Linked DNA regions of Mus musculus: region 2 is linked to region 1. The links are chromatin contacts, called in public promoter capture Hi-C maps. All regions are on one chromosome and are shown on one strand. Each heading gives the region's core, a stretch centred on a gene start, on an enhancer-like site or on the middle of the called end of the contact. The rest is flanking DNA. Distances are from core to core; before and after follow the strand shown.

What was found. Promoter capture Hi-C pulls out the DNA fragments that hold promoters and counts their contacts.
Region 2: a contact with region 1 is called in a promoter capture Hi-C map of macrophages, with 6 read pairs. The contact joins the promoter of Serpinb1b here to the enhancer-like site in region 1. A contact is called at or near these places in 6 of 39 promoter capture datasets (the 3T3-L1 cell line, embryonic stem cells, hippocampal neurons and 3 more), 2 of 484 Hi-C or Micro-C datasets (3T3-L1-derived adipocytes and bone marrow-derived macrophages), 8 of 115 datasets of contacts at active chromatin or transcription factors (CD8 T cells, bone marrow-derived macrophages, cardiomyocytes and 4 more) and 5 of 9 other capture datasets (adipose tissue, embryonic stem cells, liver and 2 more).

What each region holds. Positions count from the first base shown.
Region 1 is chr13:32,933,317-32,938,645 of GRCm38.p6, reverse strand. It overlaps a transcript of Serpinb1c not described here. Among named protein-coding and RNA genes, the nearest start is that of Serpinb6b, 29 kb to the left of the region's middle. Within about 2 kb of position 3,510, at least 60 of the 459 cell types and tissues checked have an H3K27ac peak or open chromatin away from gene starts, as enhancers often do. A contact at or near this core is called in CD8 T cells, bone marrow-derived macrophages, macrophages and 1 more, where this site is marked.
Region 2 is chr13:33,080,849-33,085,777 of GRCm38.p6, reverse strand. It overlaps Serpinb1b (serine (or cysteine) peptidase inhibitor, clade B, member 1b), which reads right to left and starts at 1,675. Exons shown (of 7, transcript NM_173052.2): 1 at 1,561-1,675; 2 at 325-500. The coding sequence starts at 492.

The sequences.
Region 1 (5,329 bases), core at 2,261-4,760:
TGAAGATGTTATGTCAAAGCAACCCTTCAATACGTGTATGTTATTCTCCTGTGAGCATCTCCTCTGCTCCAGCTATGGTCCTCTTGGGTGCAAAGGGACAGACGGCAGTCCAGATATCTCAGGTATGTTCTCTGTCATAACCCTACCCATGTCACATGCATAAGAACTGCTGATAAGGGACAGTAGGAATGTGCACACACTGTTTTATGGAGCAAGGGCTAACGAGGAAGGGGAGAGTCTCCTCCAGTAAGACTTCTTTAAGGGCAATGAGATTACCTGAGTAACAACTAGGGTGGAACTCTCAAAACTTTATATAGAATTCATTTACCAGTGGTGCATAAATAATTTCATGCTGTACCTTGTACCTACGCAACTCTTTCAAGTATATGAATTAAGTGCCAGATAGCAAACTCATGGTTCTGATTTAATTATCAAGGGGTGTTTTTGAGATATTTCAATTAGAAATAGCTGAGTTTAGTTAAAGGGCAGTTCTGATATACTTTACATAGATTGATAGCCTTCAAAAGCATCAGAATTCCACAGAATACGACATTTATGGCTATTTCATTATTAAAAATTATTTGTCTAGAGACATGTCTGTTCCTGACAGAACCCCCTTCACATTTTGGAGAGGATGTTGAACATCATTATCTTTAGGAGGTTGTTTTCATGGCAGGGCAGCCACTGGGCAGAAGTTGCCCGAATTCATCTACAAACAAAAAAAATACTGTCTGTGAAAGAAGTCAAGACGCATGATAGGTGACAGCTTAGTTCAGCCAAGAAAGAATAAGTTGGTCCTGCATGAGAATTACCGTGTCAGTTCAGGTCTGTCTGATGTTCTGGGCCAGAAGGCTGAACACAATTGCTCCAACGTTTTGAGGAATATGGGACTATGAGGTAGACAGCTGTCTCTGCAATTTGTTTTAGTTTTGGAAGCTATGTTAGTGCTTTCTATATTTTTCAGGTAATATTTATGTCCCTCTTGGATTTCTGGCAGGGTTGAAGATTTGTTGTAGTCTCATAGCCATCCAAGCTCTTTAGCATTGAGAGAGATGATATAGATTTGAGAGGTTATTTTCAGATGGTATACAAGCCTTACCCAGGACATAGCTCAGGTGTAGAATAGTAAGCCTTTTAAGTTAGGATAGATGGTAGAGTACTTTATCTAAATTGACAAATTGACAGGATGTTATTTGTACCTCATACAGTGTAACTTACTTGTCATGATTTTTTTTTCATTTATATCAGGGAGAAGAGGTTGTTGTTGTTGTTGCTTTTATTGGACAGAAAAGGTGAGGTGTAGGTGGAGGTTCCCTAATTATTTCATTGGCTAAATAAAGATGGCAGAAGCCAATCTCTGGATGACGATATAGAGGCAGGATTTCCAGGTCCCAGAAAGGAAGAGGAGGGAAGAATATATGGGAGGAGGGGAGGTTTTTTCAGCCAGGCTGAGGAGTGGAGAAGATGGACACCGTGTAGGCTGGGGGCTGTTAGACCCAGTGGTGGACTCCATCACTGGAGGTATTCCAACATAGGATACCTGATGAGCCTAGGATGATAGATTCCATGACCAGCAGTTGTGTCATCTAGTTGATTTTAAATATTAAGTTTGCCTGGCGTTTCTATCAGTGGCAATTCAGGTGAGCAAGAGAGAGTGTACAGCCACAAGGCAGTCCCAGTAAAAGGGGGTGAATGGCCAGTGGACCACAAGCAGTAGTTCCAGGCATTCTCAGGAGGGATGGTTGCAAAGCCAGCCAGAGGAAAGGGCAGTTTCGGGAAAACACCAGCTGGCAACATGGCAGGGTCTGTTCTCTGGGCATAGCCAGGATCTCCAGAAAGTATTACCTAGGCATGGGGGTTGACTAGATGGCAGATAAGTGACTGTTAGTCCCAAAGCTTAGCCAAAGTAACAGTGGTTTTTAAATTACATACAATAGTACCTGGTGGCAAAGGCCTTTAATTACAGCTATTAAGGACACTGACATGGGAGGATCCCAAGTCTGCCTCTAGCCTGGGAAAAGCAGTTTCAAATTAAAAAAAAAAAAATTAAAAGGTGGAGGAAGGGTATTGTTAGGGTTATAACTTAGGTTCCATCCCAAATACTGAAAGGTAAGAAAAGATGTTGAGATTATTTGAAAGAATTTGCTGAGATCTATCATATTTTTAGAGCAACAGACTTGGTAATTATTCAATGGGAAGGAAGGATAACTCTTGCTCTTAATTTTGTCCAACCTTCCTTGCATTAGCTAAATACTGTAAGGGGCAAATGTGTGTAGCTAATCCACTTGCTGACTGGGCATTGGGTTTATTATTTTTAACAAGCATCCTGAGAGCATTCCAGGAGATTAGGAATTGGTTCCTGACCTCAGAGGATTCCAGGACAGGCAGGAGCCATTTGCCTGAGAAAAGAACCTTCAGCATAGAGCTTCACAGTGGGAAGTCATCACTGTTGCTCTGTGGTCTGCCAGGACTTTCTTTCTCATGAAGATCCTTTCAGGTATAAGTGCTCGGTCTCGTCATCTCCAAACACAGTCCACGAGGCCATACATGTGTAGAGAGACTTCTCCCTAATTGGTCCTCATGGTCTTTTCTAGGTTCAGGTTCACTAAAATAAACACTTATACAGATCTTATGTATGTATATAACATGTATGCTCATGTATATCATGTGTGTGTGTGTGTGTGTGTGTGTGTGTGTCTACATGCCTTTGTATAGCTCTTTTTATATAGGGGGCAGGTGTCAATGCTGGGTGTCTTACTCTCATCTGTTCCTCCCAGTGCTCTGTGAGTCCCAATATGTGAATGTGTGATGCAGATATAGGAAATATGGAGTAAGCGGTGGAGAGATGTATTAAAACGTGAAGCTGAGGTATTTGTACACTGTGAAGAAATGTGGAACTGGAAAGAAGTGAGGCAGGAACACATGAGAAGGCTATGGTGAGGACCTGGCTGGAGCTGCCACCAAGGATCATGTTTGAGTGCATAGTCCTGTTGCATCTGGAGTCTGTGTCTATGTCTGTGGTGCCTGAGTTACTACCAAAGGCCAAGCAGATGTCCATGATCTGGGTTGCAACTAGAGACTATATAGGTGTCTAAGAGCCAGGTTGCCATGAAAGGACATGTGATCTGTGTAGACCACACTACCACGTTAGGCCATGAGGACATCCAAACCCATGCTGCATCTGGGGGCCATGTCTGGTCCTAGGGAAGCTGGGGTCTGTGTTGATGGAACAGGTCCTTGTTACCATTAAGGACCATGCAGATGCATCTCTGTGCTGAGCTGACCCCACCCCTTGCCAGCCACCACACTCAGGAGACCTGGCCCTGCCCCTCACCTGGGCAGTATAGTAGAGCATATTCTAGGGCAAGGGAGGAGGTGAGTCAGCCCTGAGGGCATGAGGGAGATAGAGCTGCTCTAGCATGTCTTTGGCAAAGGGGACATATGACTCCCCCACTTCTCACTCCTTGTCACCTGCAACAGGCAAGAGAACTTCTCTTTTTTCACATCATGTGAGTATTCTGAGTCAAGTATATATTTTTAGTGAGTTGAACTTCTGCCTTCTCCTTCCTGTCATCTGTTGTCAGTAATATTTGCTTCCATTGAGAAGAGCCCTTGGGCACAGATGACTTGTCAAGGGGCTCAGGTTTCCTGTCCTGACAAAGGAGACTTGCTTAGCACTGTGCCTGTGTACCCCCTGGGAAACACAGCCTTCTCATGAAGATTAGACGTGGTGTGTTTTTAAACAAAGATAATAAATCACTAAGTAGGCTTAGTCAGCATGCCTGCATAAGGGGAGGTGTGACACAATTCCTGCCCCTGAAGCATCACTCTTTGATCCTCACCTGTGCTTGTGGTTGCTGCTGGCCTGAAACTGATCTACTTTCTCTTCTATTTTACTTCCTATTTCTATTTCTGGAGAATATACTTCCTCCCATTACATTAAATGGAGTTCTCAAGAATTAGGAATGGAGGTGGTCCTGAGGCTGTGGAGGATGAGAAACAGGCCTTCTACTTGGCCTTTAGGGCCATTAGAAAGGATCTAGACAACATAACTCCAGAGGCCATAAAAGCCTACATTGTCCTTTGTACCAATAGTTCATTGCCATTCCTGGCCTTGATTTTGAAATTATGAAGAGATTCATGGACCCTCTGGTCCAATAACTGATGCATTAATTAGCCAGGGTAAATTTGAGGACATCAAGGATAGAAAGCTAAAGTGGTCTCAAGAAAAAGGTATGGATAGGAAAAGAAGGAATCTATAGAAAGCAAGCAAATGATAGATGGGTTTATTTTAAAGGAGAAAGCCTTGTAAAGGATTTAGAAATAAGTAGTATAAGAAGGAAAGTATGTAAGGCCATGGACTTGCTAGGACGAGGAAACAAAGGTTAGAGAGTTAAAAGATGGTGTATAAGCATACAAAATGTTAGTACATTGTTCTCCTAGTTACTTAAAGGAATGGAAATGACAATGTCAAGAGAGATAATAGAGAGAGAGATAGCTGCTTTACTTGCATAAATTTTCATAAGAGGCCAAATCAGTGGGCCTGATATACTCCCACATCCTATAGGCTGCCTGCCACTCAGTAGGTCCACAGTAATCAGGGACACTGATGAGACTCCCACCCAAATTCCCATGTCAGCTGGGATACCCACAGAGCCCAGTGGACACAGGACCTATCTGCCCTGGCAAGCTCCACCTTCCTTCTGGTCTGCCTCCCCACCCTGGTCAGATCAGTGACCTAATACCCTCCCACACCCTACAACCTGCCTCCTTTCCAGGAGGTCCACAGTAACCAGGGCCACAGCCTGCCTGACTCCCAGGAAGTCTAGAATATCCAGGAACACATGAGGTTTACATTAATAAGGGGCACAATCCAGTTTACACCTCCATCTGTAACTGGGGCAGATCCTGCCCCTGGAGACCAGAGCCTACATGTCTCCCAGGAAATTCACCCAGGCCAGGAATACAAGAAGTCTGCCCTAAGTCAGGACACAGGAGGCCTGCTCTAACCAGAGACACACAGGAGCTCCCCCTCCCCTGCCCTCTGCTAATCAGAGACAGCAATGCCTGCCTTCCAGGATTCCAGCTGTAACCCATGTCACAGAGCACTACCTGCCTCCAAGGAGGCTGGCTCCAGTCAGAGGCACCCAGGCCAGTTAACATTAGTGATAACTAGATGGTGAGAGGCAAATACAAGAACATAAGGGACAAAACCCAATGCAAGTTGGCACCATCAGAACCCAGTTCTCTCACCTCAGCAAGTCCTGGGTACCATAACACACCTGAAAAGCAAGATTCTAGCCTAAAGTCCTATTTTATGAAGATGATT
Region 2 (4,929 bases), core at 426-2,925, 150 kb before region 1:
AAAAGGAAAACAGGAAACCCATAGCTCTGAGGAAGTGCAGGGCTTACACAATTTACTCATGGAAGTAGGAGGCACTCAAAGCCCACAGGTCTTGTCCTTGTTTTTCTTCACTCTGTTTCCCCAAGTGAACAGAGACACTACCCTATGTTCACTCGAAGCTGCCGGTGAATGAATAACTGAAGGTTTTTGGGGGGTTGGGGTGGTGCGGGCAGTGATGGAAGGAGCAGAGGGATTAGGAGGAGGGGAGGGCTTTTGTGAAAGTCTGACTGCACCATGTCAGCAGAGATATGGCAGGGAGAGCTGGCCAGTTTGGCCTCTGCTAACCTTAGAGAGCTGGGCTGCAGTGCTGCCTTTGGCTCCCAGAAAGACCATGGCCAAGGAAGAAGAAATACTAAATGGAGAGAAGAAGATGTTTCCTGTGGGGCTGCTTTCCTTCAGTGTGTGGAACAGCTCCAAGGTGAAGAGGGTGTTCGCTGAACTCAGCTGCTCCATGGTGAAGGCTGCAACAGACAGGAGATCAGCTTTGCCAGCTACAACACTACCAACACCTATCACAGCTTTGCCACCCACCCCTAGCACCTGCAGTAGGTTAATCCGGCTCCCTCCAATTTTTCCAAAGAGGCAAGAATACTCCTCTAGGCACACAAAGCTGGGGCCAGATATGAGCAGTGACATGGCCCAGGGCCAAGGTTGTCTTATGGCTCTAACTTTCTAGACAGGTGTGTCTTAGGAGAAATTATGCTGGTGGTCCTGGCACAGTGCCCACACTACACAGCCTTCTGTCTGGAGCTCACACATCTCTCTCCCTGTGGGATGTCAGGTTCGAATTCATCTGTGCAATGAATCCAGAAAACCATATGGACCTACTCTGCATACAGGAGAATTCTCGTAAGATAACAATGTTATCATATTAGTTCTCAGTGGTTACAGTCCTCCATGCCTGAGGTCAAGGCTTTAGTCTCAGCTGGAATGAAATATGCAAATTTGGGTTTGCCACTCACTCTCCCTAGTCAGGCTATGGGTGACAGGGAAGAGAGACACTCTCCTGTGTCTATTTGGAAGGAAGCTGGTCCCTGAAGTGGGTAAGCAAGTCCTGCTTGGGACTCACTCCTAATCCATCTGGATCCTAAACTCAGAACTCCAGTTTGTCCAAGTACAGGCCATTCACAGCTGTGTATCTGTGGATGTTTAGCTACCAGGGCTACATCCAGTTATCATTTTTGAGGATCTAGGATCTCACCAGCTTCCTTCCCAACCTCCATCCCTGCAGCCAGGATTGAAGCTATGGAGCAGCAGGGCACTGTCCTCTCAGATAGAGGTTCAAAAAGCAAGCTGAGGGGAAAAACAAAAGCAAAACCATGACTGGGACAGCCTTCCTTCCTCTGGCCAAAGGCTTGGCTTTGGATGTGGCTGGGGAACCACATCGCCTTTCTTGGTCTGGTGTCACAACTAGGGTGAGGGTGAGGCATGGGGAGAGCATGCAGGTCCCAGGAGGACGTGCAGAGAGGTCTCCCACCCTCTTGCCAACCACCTTCCTGGGATGCTGCCCATGGCCCTTACCTCCTCTGTAGCAGCTCTGGCTCCACTTGCTAGAGACCTAGGAAGAAGCTCCCAAGGCCAGCTGCAGCCTTGACTCTGAAAGGAGAGTGTCTTACTGGCAAGCACAAGCTGGGAAGAGAGCTTTTTCTCCCCTGGTGAGTACTTAAAACTGTGCTTGCATGACTGACAAAATGAAAGCAGAAGATTGCAAGCGCCCACAGGGATCCATGTTCCTCCATTCCAGGCTATGCTCTACTTCTCCAAGCAGAGTACTTGATAAATTACTCCTTCCTGAGCTGTGAAAAGCCGAGAGGAAAAACATTCTCATTACCAATCAAATGATTCCTTTTTGAATTCCACTGAAAGACTGCAAAAATGCTAGAGATCCTTTTTTGTAAGGTGTGTGCATGGGGGTGTAGAGGCACCTTTGTGGCCCCTTGAATAAGGTCACAGTGCTCCAGTTTCTAGCTACACCTATGTATGAGAGAGAGAGAGAGAGAGAGAGAGAGAGAGAGAGAAGGAAGAGGAGGAGGAGGAAGAGGAAGAGGAAGAGGAGGAGGAGGAGGAGGAGGAGGAAAAAAAGTCCTTTATGTTGGGTTCCAAAGAAGCAACTGGCTAACTGTGGTACCTATTAGCACACCAAAATTCATTCTGGCTTCTATCTTCCATCAGTACCTGTAGCTCTTCTCAGTTTTTCTCACCTCTCCCCTGAACTAAACATCTCCTCCCTGGGGCCCTGGCTACTCTTCTGCAAGCTTCTCTTTCCTATGTAACCCTGCCATTTTTGGCCATTTGCTCTCTTGGCTATCTTGATTCTCTTCGCTCTTGGTCCCTTCTCCTGGTCCCCTCCCCTCTCACATCTTTTTCTCTCCTTTCCCCCATCACCTGGTGCAGTCTACTAACCATGTTTATCCCACATGGAACATGACCTCATCTCATTCACTTTACTGACCACTGCAGCCCAGTAAGGGTAATCACATTCTGTACAAACCTGACAGTTCTGGTAGTGTCTCCCATTACCATGAATGATCAGGTGGCCCTGCTAGTACTGAGTGGACTGAGCATCTGGAATCCCTGTTTCTTTTAGCCACCATTGGTATTCCTTAAAGGAAGGCGTCAGAGGAGGCTTCTTCACCAAGGCAGGGTCAGAGCTCCCATTTGGGCCACTGGAAGAACAGAGCTACAAGCAACCCCAAGATGTGTGCTCTAAAGAGCAGAGGTGGAAGAATGGCTGGCACACCAAAGCATGGTAGTCAGGAAGCTGTCCTGTCCAGCTCTACAGCCAAGCTTATTGTCCCTCAGCACTGCTGCAGGGCACTTCCTTCTGCTGCAAGTGCAGGGTTTGATGTGCATGCGCCCTAGTCAAATAGTGTCATCCCACTAGCAGGTCATTTGATGTACCATCTTCAGTTCCTGTTGGAGCCATGTTCTCTCCTTCAATAAAGCCATTGATGAGAGAGTACATAGTATGCAGACTTAACATGTTGCATGGGAGTGAGTTCAGTGTCATGGAAGGAAAATTACTGTTCCCAGCGAAGGAAGTCCCCTAAGATCTTAAAAGAACAACATTGTTCTTTTAAGGCTGGTCATGAATTCCCAATCTCCACTCAAATAACCAGTATATGTCCCCATTAGACATCAAGTTGTTTCCATTGAGTCCTTGTTCCCACCCAAGGATCTTTAGACAGTCCATTCATTCAGCTGCCACACTGACCAGGTGTCCAGGCTATTGGCAGTGATACCATAGTCAGTAAAAATATAGCTGGATGTGGCGGCAGAGGTGGCAAGTATGACGCTCATGATGTAGTGGGTATATTATATCCAATCTATGTCAGAAGACGTTCATAAATTGTCCAGAATGTCAGGATCCATCTTAGGACAAGCAAATAACTAGCAGGTGATCTTCCTGAGAGGACCACCTTAGACTGACCTCTACATCAGAATTCCAATAGGCAAGGTGCAGGAGAAAATAATTTTAGGAAAGATTCCTGTTATTAATATGCTTTTCCTGTTATTATTAAACATATATAACAATCGCTAGGTATTAGCCTACCTATTTTGAGCAGATCACTGTAGATCTACAAAAATGTACTATCTTGTAATGATGCTATATAGACAAATGGATGACTTCTTAATTCATAATGATGATCCTATAAGAATTTATATCAGTATTTATTAAGGTCTTTTATAGTAGGGCTGCTATTAGGTGTTTTTCTGATAGTCAAAACTGCAATGAGAACTCTGTCAGTCTCCCATGCATCCCCAGTGAATTGCTTCTAGATAGTAACCAGACTTTCTACTACTCAGAGCACATTCCAAAAGGTTGCAAAGCAATTAACCAAAAGTCATAAAAAGGGAACTAATGATTTATTTTAGGTGCTAGAACAGAAGATAAAATATTGACTGTGTTTATCTATACAAAATTTCACTAATAACTTAGTTATGATTTTTCATTTTCAGTGAACCTGTGGAGCTGTGACAGGTGATCAATGTTAAGCCAGATAATTACTCCTAATGGATATGCATGTAAACATTCACTGCTGTAAACTTCTTATTCGATTTATGATGTGAATTTATGCAAAGTGGTAGTGAACTTTTTAACATGTGATCATGGATTCTGAAAGATGTTTAAGTGCTTAGGACAAAGAAAAGAGTCAGAACTGAGCTGAGGATTACTTTCTAGACACAACATGTTTTAGTCAGATCTGAGCAGAAGCTGCAGAGAGAGCAGGAGGGGCAGGCAGGCTTCTCCTAACCATGGGACAGAACAGATCTTTTCTTAATAACAAGGCAAGCTGAGTCTTATTAAAGAAACAAAGCTTTCTTCTTAAAAACTTGGGTTTAATTCACTTAGCATTAAAAGGGTAGAAGCTTTTACTTCCTCTATGCAATAAAGATTGGAGTTCATTTTTCATCCAGAATGCGTGACTTCTTTCTGCACTGGTGCTTGGTCTTTTGCTCCAAATGCATATGTAAGTATGGATTGTGTATATGTATGGAATTGTGAGAATGTATGCAAGCTGACTGGTTTGAATGGAAATGTATAAATATGCATGTGTGAATCTGTATATGGATGTATCTGAGTTTATGGATATTTGCTTATGTAAAAGTTCTTCCTTCTGTGAACATTATTCTCTTCTCCTAAATCAATAGAAGTTTATTGCTCCAAAGAGAAGAGTGAGAAAAATTTTCCCCTGCCCACTTAGGACCTTTCTGCTTTTCCCCTTTTTCCTAGAGAGCTTTTATAGGTAATTTTTTACAACTTAGAAATAAATGCTATAATCACTTTTCAAAATGTACCTTTTTCTTCGCACTACTTCTACCAGCAGGCTGAAAGTAAGAGCCGCGCATTTCCTGCTGAGATAGAACAAAGGCCACATTACTTAATCC